3 separate regions of the Mus musculus genome follow, and regions 1 and 3 are each linked to region 2. Evidence: chromatin contacts called from public HiChIP or PLAC-seq and promoter capture Hi-C data. All regions are on one chromosome and are shown on one strand. Each heading gives the region's core, a stretch centred on a gene start, on an enhancer-like site or on the middle of the called end of the contact. The rest is flanking DNA. Distances are from core to core; before and after follow the strand shown.

The links. Promoter capture Hi-C pulls out the DNA fragments that hold promoters and counts their contacts. HiChIP or PLAC-seq counts read pairs in DNA pulled down with a chosen protein or histone mark.
Region 1: an H3K4me3 HiChIP or PLAC-seq map of the SCID.adh cell line shows a contact between it and region 2, with 2.6 times the contacts expected there. The contact joins the promoter of Prdm15 here to the promoter of Tmprss2 in region 2. A contact is called at or near these places in 4 of 115 datasets of contacts at active chromatin or transcription factors (the SCID.adh cell line, embryonic stem cells, extraembryonic endoderm stem cells and 1 more).
Region 3: a promoter capture Hi-C map of embryonic stem cells shows a contact between it and region 2, with 2.1 times the contacts expected there. The contact joins the promoter of Bace2 here to the promoter of Tmprss2 in region 2. A contact is called at or near these places in 5 of 39 promoter capture datasets (the 3T3-L1 cell line, 3T3-L1-derived adipocytes and embryonic stem cells), 9 of 484 Hi-C or Micro-C datasets (B cells, the N1E-115 cell line, Sertoli cells and 6 more), 2 of 115 datasets of contacts at active chromatin or transcription factors (pancreatic cancer cells and stem cell-derived neural progenitor cells) and 4 of 9 other capture datasets (adipose tissue, embryonic stem cells, liver and 1 more).

What each region holds. Positions count from the first base shown.
Region 1 is chr16:97,849,016-97,852,787 of GRCm38.p6, reverse strand. Prdm15 (PR domain containing 15) reads left to right here and starts at 1,561. Exons shown (of 24, transcript NM_144789.2): 1 at 1,561-1,737. The coding sequence starts at 1,669.
Region 2 is chr16:97,609,194-97,612,580 of GRCm38.p6, reverse strand. Tmprss2 (transmembrane protease, serine 2) reads left to right here and starts at 1,386. Exons shown (of 14, transcript NM_015775.2): 1 at 1,386-1,562.
Region 3 is chr16:97,354,849-97,358,539 of GRCm38.p6, reverse strand. It overlaps Bace2 (beta-site APP-cleaving enzyme 2), which reads right to left and starts at 1,812. Exons shown (of 9, transcript NM_019517.5): 1 at 1,439-1,812. The coding sequence starts at 1,738.

The DNA.
Region 1 (3,772 bases), core at 312-2,811, 240 kb before region 2:
TAGTAGATGATAATCCATTCAGCCTACATGTCTTCCTTGGTCTCAGATTTACACTGGTTTTTCTTGTAAACAGCCTGATTTTATTTATACTTAGTCCTGTTTCATATGTAGAAGATGAAAGAAGTGGCCTTCTGAGCACTTAGAATGAGCAATACCAATGAAAGTGGTATAGGGGATGATGTGTGTGTACCTGTTTTAAAGAATGAGCAATACCAATGAAAGTGGTATAGGGGATGATGGGGTGTGTACCTGTTTTAAAGGTGTGTCGTCCCCCCCCCCTCCCCCGAGGACAGGGTTTCTCTGTATAGCACTGGCTGTCCTGGAACTCACTTTGTAGACCAGACTGGCCTCGAACTCAGAAATCCACCTGCCTCTGCCTCCCAAGTGCTGGTGTTAAAGGCGTGTGCCACCACCGCCCGGGCTTAAAGGTGTCTTGAAGGGCAAAGATGTCCTTGTCTGCTCAGTTCACTACACTGCCTGCCTCATTCACACACACACAGCTCTAACCTTAACTCCTCGGTTCACATACCATCTGGCCACCTCTCATGGATCACACAGCCTCTCTCCCCAGCTTTTTTGTTCACTCAGTCCCTTACCCTGAATCCTCACAGCCCGCTTCACCAGGCCTCCATATAGTCTCTCTCCTGTTCCCCATCCACATTGACAGTTACCCGCTCCCCATTCAGGAAGGCAACCATCCTCCATATCTGCAACCACGCATCTCTGCCCATGGGTTCCTCAATCACGCAGCCGTTTCCTGGGCTCTCTGGCTACAAAGCCCCAGCCAGTTCCCACAACACGCAGTTCTTTATCCCTGACTCCCTGTTAACACAGCCCGAAGTTCCCAGCTCCAGGTGCAAACACCCGGAGCCCTGGGCCCGCCCGTCGGCCTGCGCTGCGCACTACAACTCCCACGATGCCGCGCCACCGCCCCCCCGGCTTCCGGTGCTGCGCAGTTTCCGGAGCGGATCGCAACCCGGAGTCCGGATCCGACCCCGCTCTGCACATTCCACAGGCAGGTAAAGCCCCGGGCCCATGCTCGCCGCTGCCCCACCGCGCGCCCCTTGCTGCGGCCCGCGGCCCGCGCCTGGCCCGGGCTCGGCCTCCAGCCGCGCCCCCCACGCCCGCCCCGGTCCGGCCGCCGCGCCGCCTGTTCTTTGTTACAGTCGGGGCCGCGGGCGCCGTGGGCGATCGGAGTCAAAACCCGGCTGGAATCCGGAGCCGCTCCGGGATCGCCCTGCGCCCGCCGGGTTCCGCTGCCGCGGGCTTGGCCTCTGCCCTAAGTGCCCAGCCTGGGTTCCGAGCGCCCGGCCCCTGCCAACTGCCCTCCGCGCGCTCGGCCCACGCCAACCGGCGCCCGACCGCCCACTCGCGGGCTCGGCGCCCCCCGCCCCGGCGCGGGCTCAGGCGCTGCGCCCCTAGTGCGCCCAGGCCCAGCGGCCACCGCCAGGCCCTGCGTGGCTGCGGGCTCAAGTCTCTACAGTCCCTTCCCGGCTACCCGGCCGCCTTACCCGGTTTTCGGGCACAGCCCAGGGAGGGGCCTTCGTCTCCAGCCCCTTTGGCGTTTAAGAAAGTCCGAGGCTGTGCCGTGGCTCCCAGGCCCTGGCGCCTCACTCGTCTCTACCTTTTGGTGGCCCAGGGACCACAGTGGCAAGACAGGCTGGAGACATGTGCCCACCTACTATCTGGGAAAAGGGTGGACAGGTGGGGGCCAGGTGGAGCCTGCGTGCTCCTGAGGTGAGTTTTGAGAGGGCAGAGGTAGGACGAGAGAGGCAGTGGTGGGCGAGGGCGCGCTTATTCCCCCCCCCCCCAACACTTCATGGAATGGTGGAGGGCCTCTTCACACATGCTCATAAGCGTACCCCTCCTCCGAGGTGGTTTAAAATGGTAGAAGCTAGAATGTGAGCTGGAGACACGTGGACCTGTGCCTGAATTTAAAGCTGCCAACGCTTCTTTTAAAAAAACATATGCTAGAGCCCGTCAGAATCCTCCCATGGAGGTGCTTGTGCAGGCCACCGCTTGAGGTCCTGAAGGCAATTTTAAAAGTAAAACCTGAATTCTCCGACTTTGGGAAACCTCAGGGGTGGCAGAGACAGTACTCCCTGGAAAGTGCAGAGTAGTTGCTGAGACTTGATCGCCTATACACCCCACCCCAACCATATTTTGCTTCAAACCTACCGGCTTTCCATGTCTTACCTACTGCAGCTTCCTCCTCAGACTTGCCCTGAAATTACTGCTTTACTCTGAAATAAAACCTTTAGATCGGATTATTAAAGGGAAAAAGCACTAAGTTTTCTCCTGATGAGGTTTGTTTTTCCGTCTTTGATTCATGCTTTTCCACAAATGTCAGCAAAGAATATACTAGTTCTCTTTGGGGAACAGACAAGGTAGTTTGTTTTTCCAGAAGACAAATGGGTAGATTAAAACACCAACCACAGCTAGGTTGATGGCAAATGCTTATAATCCCAGTACTCTGGAGACTGAGCCAGAAGTCTATGTTCATGGAAGCCTGGACCATACAAAGCCAGCTACAATTACAAGGCTGTCTTAGAGAGATTACCTTTGAGAAGGACCACTGTTGCCATGGGGTGTCCTGTCATTTTTTTCCTGAAAGGTTATCTGTGCAGAAGGTAGGGAAGACATTGCTGCATTTTTCAGGTATAATAGAGCATAAAACTGGTCACCAACAGTGGCATAAAGGCTGGCCAGACTCAGATTCTCATTTGTAACATATGTCTGACACCTGTTCAGGATAACTTTCCCAGATTGTTCTACCAGGCCATTTCTGTGGTAAACGTTTGTGGACACCTTTCATACACCCAAGGGACAAAAGAAGAGGTGCAAGAGGCAGTGTAGACTATAAGTAACGGTGGTTACACAAGAGTGACAAGGACATGAAGGAAGAAGGTTGCTGGGTGTGCAGGGGTTGTTGGCACACTCTGCACTGACCTGAGCCATCTATCTAGGAAGGGTAGTTTAGTAGGAGACAGGTGCTGTGAGGAAATCTAGCCTCTAGTGGAAATCTAGTGGAAAGCAGAGTGGGCTAGTGCACAGAGGGCTGGGTGGGAACATAGTTGGGATCCCAGGCTGGGAAAGGCCAGTGAATCAGGGTGGAGAGCTTTGAACAGGACTGGCACAGGAACTGTGTCCTTAGAGTTGAGTCTGTGGGTGCTTTGGGGAGCCAGAGCACACACAAATACAGGCCAGTAGACTCCACTCAAAATAGAAGGAAACACCGAGATGATCCAGCACACGGCTGCTATCCTAGAGGCACCAGCTGGCCCACTGTCCAGGCATCCTTTGAGAGTCTGTGGGCATGAATGGGACCTGAGAGACTCTCGCTTAGAGTCTCCTAGGGCGGGTCTTCCTTCACCCAGGGCAGGAAACTACATTCATCCATTTATCCCCTGGCTTGGTCCACAGGTATAGGGAGGGACATGGAGTCACTGTGGGTGCCCACCCTCCAGCAGCTTGAAGCCCTGACTAACTGGCAGTTTTGTCTCCTAATTCAGAAGGGTAGGCATGAAGCTCTGTTGTTCCCAGCCTTCTGCTCCATCTCCTCACCCATGTGGCTCTGTTCTGATCTCCCAGGAAAAGAGCTATACGCCCTGTGTACTTCTTGAACCAGCTTCTTTGGGTACTGGATGACAATTCAGTGAAGGCCATCACAGCTCACCCTGAAGAAATGAGTGCAGCCTGTGGTCCTGTGAAATCATGTCTGATTCAATGAATAGACATACTTGTGTTGCGAGAAGTTACAACAGGGGCGTCA
Region 2 (3,387 bases), core at 137-2,636:
GACCGATGAAGAGTGGGAGGGGAAAAGAGTCTCGGGGAAGACAGGAAAGGCTCGCAGGGTGAGCAGCCATGGTGCGCTAGCACATTCCTAATGTTCTTCTTCTGCCTCTATTTTGAGTTAAAACAACTTGTGTTGACTTGTGTGTCGTGTGGATGCAACGAGAGTTTTAGGGCAACAATACTTCATAAGTGCCTGTTACTAAAGTGGGAAAATGCTCTTGAATCATGGGTAATCTATTCTTTTAAAATGACACAACAGCTCTCCAGAAGAAAGATCATTTTAATTCATGTGGGCATGGAGAGAGGCCCTGCAAAACTCCATAAAATTCTCCACTTCGAATGCCCTTCTTGCTCTGAACACCTTTGACCCCAGCACGTGGGAGGCAGAGGTAGGCCAGTCTGGTCTACAGAGTAGATTCCAGGACAGCCAGGGCTACACAGTAAAACCTTGTCTCAAAATAGAAAAACTGATCCGAGACTGTGAAATTGTCCAAGGACCTAGGCTTATCACTCCACCAGATGATAAAGAGAAAAAGTGATTTACTTCTTCGGTAGATTGTGAAGGTAAACTATGGGGGTCCATGGGAGCAAACGGGGAGGGGCTAGAGGGGAAAACCTGGGGAGATAAATAAAAGTTCCTATCAAGCAGCATATTCCCGGTGCAGACACCTTTACAAAGAGGACTTTTTTTACTTTTTCTTTTTTTCTTCTAGTTTTGTTATTCTGTTTTTGTAGTTGCAGCTGCCCCAGACAACAGGCGCAGCTTTAATAGAAAAATCATCAGCTCGGTGCTCGCTGGCAGAGAGAGCGCTGCTTGGGACGACTACTCTGGTCTCTTAGAGCCTTATTTAGGCCGGATGTCTCCGGAGTCTGTCAAGTAGCAGAAGACCAGGTCTGCTGTAGACTGCAGTTTCTTTGTCCTCTGACTTCTGCCCGATCCTCTGTACAAGTAACACCTCAGTCTTTGGGAGCTGGAGGCTGGGAATGGGGACTTCTGACCCAAGGGATTTTCTTCAATAGGAAAGCCTGTGCTCACAGGGGAGGGCCCAGGAGCTGAAACACCTACGCTTAAAAGATGTGCCCTGTTGGTGTCCACAGCTCAGACAGAGCCTGTCGGAGTTGGGAATGTAGCCACTCCCAGACTTTCAAGGGACCAGGTTAGCGCTCCCTTGGGGCTTCCTACTTCTTTAATAGTGCAGTCCAAAGACCCGTCGCAGCAGGACCCTGGAGTTCCCATGGGTCTGGGCCTCAAGGGTCCGCTGGTCCGGAGGCGGGTCGCTGCTAGGGGAATGCCTAGAGTCCAGTTTGATCTCTCGGTGCTAGGGGAGGAGCGCTCCCTGGGCTTCCCTCGGGGAAACTCCTCCTCCTCCTCCTCCCTCCTGGACAGCCTTTCCTGGCCGTTCCCTCCTTCTGGCCGAGGTGCCTGCGTTTAGGGGTGTCACCCTGGCTCCCGGGACGCCGCCTCCGGAGATTTAAGCGAGAACTGGAGTAGGTCGTGTACTTGGAGCGGACGAGGAAGCCAAGAGCTCGGACAGAGGCGGAGAGGGGCGGGAAGCGCAACAGGTGAGTAGCGCGCCTGACAAGCTCCGGTCCCGGCACAGAAAAGGAAATGGGGTGACCTGGGTCCGTCCGGCGGTGCCGGGCCTGGGCGTCTAGGGTACAAGTGAGTTAGGAGAGGCCAAGGCACTACAGGTGCGACCGTCTGACTGATTCGCCCGAGTGTACGTCCTGGGGACTGGGAAGGGGTCCCGACGACCCCGATTCCGTGACGCGCGGCAGAGATCCCAGATCAACTCTATAGATTCGAGCGGCTTGGCTTGTGGTCTTGCGGATCCCTGACTAATAGCTTGGAGAAGAGAGTTCCTGGGGGCCGGGGTCCTTCAGTGGAGCAAGCCCTTGGCTCGCGTCACGTGCTGATATCCTTTCCTAGAGCGCAGAGCTAGAGGTTTGTCCGCAGTTCTCTTTGTTTCGGGAAAATCTCGGCAGTCGGGCTGGTTACCTGAACTCCTTCCGCTCCTTGGTCTCTACAGAGGTGGAGAGAAACTGAAAACTGGCTAAGATGCCAAGGGCCGATACAGGCGGCGCTGCTGGGCCCTGGGGACCTTGGCAAGACGGGAATTGTCCGTCACCTGTGGGAAGGGAGTGCTCAGCCATCGCGTGCGGTGACCCGAGGCGACGGTGCGGGCCCGCCTTGGCTTTGAGAATTCACTGGAATGGGCCTTGGAGGAGCTGGTCCTGGGGCAGCAGGCCGGGCTGCCAAGGGCGAGCTGTCTACTGGGAAAAAGGGTGACCACCTGGGCATTTAATTGGGACTTGGGGCAGTGGCAGGGTGACCCAACGTACTAGGCTGGCAGAGGACGCGGTGTGCGAGTCCAGTTGAAGAGATTAACTGTCCCATGGTCTGAAAGTTTTGTGTGTCCATGCCCCAGAGGATGTGGGTGGCTTGTGGCTGGGCTTTTGGTTGCTAGGAGCCCAGGTACCTTCACAATGGCCCCTAATTCAGTTCAGAGCATGCAAAGGACTCTAGTAGCTTATTTAAGGGAGAAGAACACCTTAAATGTACTAAGAAAGCAGGGATCCCCACAAGGTTGGGCTTGCAGACCTTTTATGCAAATGCTTACCTTAGTCCTGGGGCTAAGATAAGCCATCTAGAATTGGCTCCTTCAACACTCAGTGGGCAAGAGCCAGGCATTGTGGAAAGTTCCAAAGGGCAGGCCACTTGCAAGGTGTAAAATCCAAAGTGAGGTGGGGGTTGTTTACCTGGTTTGGGAGGAGGGGAGAGATTCTCCTGCTGGTGAGGGTAAGGACAGCTTCCTTCCTGGTAGGAAGGCTAGGGGTAGGGGCTGGGCAGTTTCATGAGGACACAGGGACCGAAAGATCCCAGGCTACTAAGCTACTGCAGCGGTAGGTGGTGAAGGACCTCCAGGCAGGCAAGGTGGCCCACTCCCCACCTTTACCTGCCTCTACTGAAGAGGTGCTTAGGATCTTTCTCAAGTGACCTGACTAGTCATATGATGTTAGAATGAAAACTCAAAAGCCACAGGTGTGGTGAGATTTATCTTTAATTCCAGAACTTGGGAGGCAGAGGCAGACACATCTGGCACTCTGTGAGTTCAAGGCCGTCCAGGCTACCCAGTGAGACCCTGTATAAAGAGAGAAGGAAGAAAGAGGAATGAAACTGAAGAGTGTCATCACAGCATGAGACTAATTGAAAGAATTGAGAGGTGTTCTTGTGGATTGGACTCACATCTCAGATCTTTTTAGGCATCTGTGGCCAATGCTTTCAGCTCGTACCCAGGTTTGGTCTTACACACATGCACATGTGCACACACACACACGCACACGCACACGTGCACATGTGCACACGTACATGCACACCTTTAGGGTC
Region 3 (3,691 bases), core at 563-3,062, 250 kb after region 2:
AAATTTCATCACTGAGTTTAAAGTAAAGGTCATTGAATTATCAACAAAGGCAAAGCAAGGGAGAGCTTTGTAAGAGAAGTCTTCTCCTCCTCTTTAAAGTTTTTTTTTTTCTTCCTGGTTTCCTTTTCCTTAACACATGAGGACTCAGTTGAGGCCTGTGTATAAAAGAAAGAGGCAGGTCCCTCCTGTTCTATGCAGTCCTGCCAACGGCAGTTCACAGGATTCCCTCTGCCCTGAGATCATGCTCACATGGTGGTCAGACTGCTCAGGGGACCCTAAGCCTCCTCAGCTGACACTGCCACCCACCCCACCCCCCTTCAGTCTGCCCTGCAGCCACTTCTGGACTGCGCACACAAGGACCCTGTACAGCAACCACAACTAACGTTTTGAGTAAAACACTCTTGAAGGTCTAAACAACCACAGAAGTTACTCTGCAGTTTCTCTTTTTAAAAATTAGCATGGCTCATCCTCTTAAAGTCTTGAATAATTTAATTAGAATTATACAAAAGTCATGAGCATGTTCTATTTATGGGTAATCACATCAGCATGACAACCCCCAACGACGATGTTAAAAATAAAGTGTCTTCATACGGTGCGTTCAACTTATGAGACAACTTGAATTCGAATTGGAGAGGGTCGGATCACTTCTGTGAGGCTTTTGTTTCCCTTGCCAGATTCCGTGCTTGGGAGCCGGTGTTCCCTGTCACTCGAAGTGTTAAATGAACATCGGCACAAGGCGGGGAAGAAAGCTGTTTGGACTGCGTTTGTTTTATCTTTGACTCGCTACGCGCTTGGTGTTCCCCAGCAGCTAATGGCATTCACATTCTCCAACCCCCGCAGGATGCATGCCTTGGCGGGTGCACGGCTCCCAGAGGCTGGGCAGCCGGACAGCTATGAGGAAGCCAGCAAACAAACTCCGAGGAAGGAAGACGGCTGGCTCTGCCCTGCAAAGAGACACTTTGGAACCGGGTGTCTTTTAGCTGAGCTCATGGAGAAATCTCTTTTAAAGGGTACTGCGCCTTGGATGCTGTCCAAGAGTCTTTTTAGCAATGAGACAGCATAGAGATGGTATCAACTCCAGTGATTTCCCTGCACCTAACAGCACCTTTTTCCAAGACCCCACCCACCACCCACTCAGTAGGTACCGCTCTTGCTGGAAGGAGGCGTCGCTCCTGGGCCCGAAGCATGTTACAGGTTCCTTCAGCTGTCAAGCTCCACGGGGTGGGGGAGGGCCACCAAGTTCTGAAACATTTGCTCACACCCCCTGAGCTGTGCTCCGGCAGAGGCTGCGCTCCCTGGTGCGTCCCTAGCGCGCGCCTCCACTCCTCACCCAACCCATGCATCTCCCTGACCCTTCTTCCCAGTGAAAGCTACTGCCTTAGGGACGGCATTAAATCGCGTGGAGTCAATTCACAGAAACTACCGCCCCCAACCCTACCTTCTGCGGAGGGGTCCCGATCAGCATCTCTAGGTAGTAGCCGCGGCCAGAGTCCCCCTGAAGGTTGTCCACCATAGCCAAGAAGTTGGCAGTAGCCCTGACAGGCTCCAGTGCGAGGGCCAGACCATCGGCCCGGGGCAACTCGGGGGTCCCGAGTCCGGGAACAGCCGAGGCTCTGTGGTTCGTGGCCCGGGCCACTTGGAGGGGCAGCGTGAAGGGCGCGGGGGCCAGCGCGGGGACCGCACTCAAGAGCCACTGCGCCAGCACCGGGAGCAAGAGTGCTCGAAGCAGCGCGCCCATCCCCGCAGCGGGGGCTCGGCGAGTCTGCGAGCGCGGTTCTGCGGTCCTTAGCCGGCCGGGGCGGGGCGGACAGGGAGGAGGCTGGAGAAGGCGGTGCAGAGTTGAACAAGTTCTCAGTCGCTGCCCCCTCTGGCGGCCGCCTCCCCGCAGGCCCTGCCCCTCCTCCGTGGCCAAGGTCAAGGATGGGCGCGGGTCGCGCCTCTTCCCCGGGAAACTGGAGTGCAAAATTTCCCCGGAACGTGCCCGGGAGGCCACGGCTAACGGATATGACGAGGCTCAGCTTAGAGCTGCTGGAAAGTTTCGGGAACCCTTAAAGGGGCAGCTAAAGCGCAAACTGGCTTTCTGGTCCTGCGCTCAAGGAACCCCCGGGGGTCCACTGTCCCTGCAGAGGCAGAAGTGCCCTTAGGACTTAAGGCTCAGAGCGCGGGGCAGGCAACTGTGAAAGAGTGCACCTCTCCGCTTGCCAAGCGCACTCCAACAGGGTCTGGCTGCCTCTCGGAGCTTCTCCCACGCGTGGTTCTCCCCTTCCAGCTCCTTAGGAGTTAGCTGGTTCTCTGAGAAAGGATTTGAAGTATGAATGGAGGCTGGGGGCGCTGAGAGCCCCAGGGATAGGGGAAGCAGGTGAGCAGATTTTGAATTTCTGAGAAGGGATCTGGGTTATTGCTCCTTCCTGCTTACCCTCCCCTGAACCCAAAACCACAGCTTGAGGAGGTAGATTTGGGCCTGGTCTTCCTGGCTTTCCTCTTGTCCTTAATGCAGATCCAATTCCGCTAGGAGCTGAGCTCAATCTCCCAGGGATTCAGTCAGTCCACCAAGATAGTGAATTACTATCAGGGTCCCAAATGAGGCTGCCATCCAGCCTTCCCCCTCTTTCATCCTCCCACCAGCTCTCCGCAGATTATCTAATTAATACTTGTTTAGCCAGACACCGAAGCCGCAGAAATGCATTCAGAGGGCTATTTTATTTCAGGTACTGAACGCAGGGGGGACAATTACAGCAGCTAAACTCATCGATTTTTTGCTGAATCAAGGAATAGGAGAAATCTTTGTGTCTCCTCCAGCTGAATTATGTTGGCTTTTTTTTTTTTTAAAAAAAACAAACAAGACCATCTTCAAACAATGGAAAGTAGAAATCAAGCGTCCCTAATCCTTAACCGGAACTTCCAGATACAAGTGTCCATGCTTGTTCCCTCCTTTCCAATGTCAGAATCCTTTCTTGCTCTACCAGGGACCTTTCTGTCCCAGATCTTCAGCTGTTCTACTTTCTAAATGGTTTTGGTTACAGGTTGCACTTTTCCCCCCTCTTAACTCTATCCAAGCTTCAAGGAATCCCCAGTCACACGAAGGCAGGCCTGATTGAATTCCAGGATAGAACCTAAATTGTTATTGCCCATAAATCTGCATAGTTATCGCGAGCTCTTACATTCATATATTCACATTTAAATTCAAGATTGTAAGGAAAGGACAATTTAAAAAGAGGTAGTTATTTACAAACCCTGGTGTTCAGTCTTGAGGGGTTGGGGACCACCCAGACAGCTCTCAGAATGACAGCATCCTTTTGGAAGCACATGGAATTTATCGAGGACATCAACTCAGGTGCTACAGGATGTATAAGGTATAAGGTCAATATTAAAGACATTTGTGCTCTCTAAGGTTAAAAAATAAACACAGGGGAAATCTGTAAAACTCGGATCTAGTTAGTGTTTTTATTTGAAAATCTCTATTTCATGTAGCATGGCTATTCCAAGCTTTCCCTGGCAAAAGGGAGGTGTATAAACAACTGCATAGAGACAGGATCAAGAGCACATGCCGTTTTAATGAGTGGTAGGGCCATCTTGTCAATAAAGTACTGGTCGGGCCCTGAAGTGGTAGCACCAGATTCCTTGTCTTCACTCTGTGTGGCCTTAGCATTCTCCTGCCTCATTGCATTCACAACACTTCCTGACATGGGGT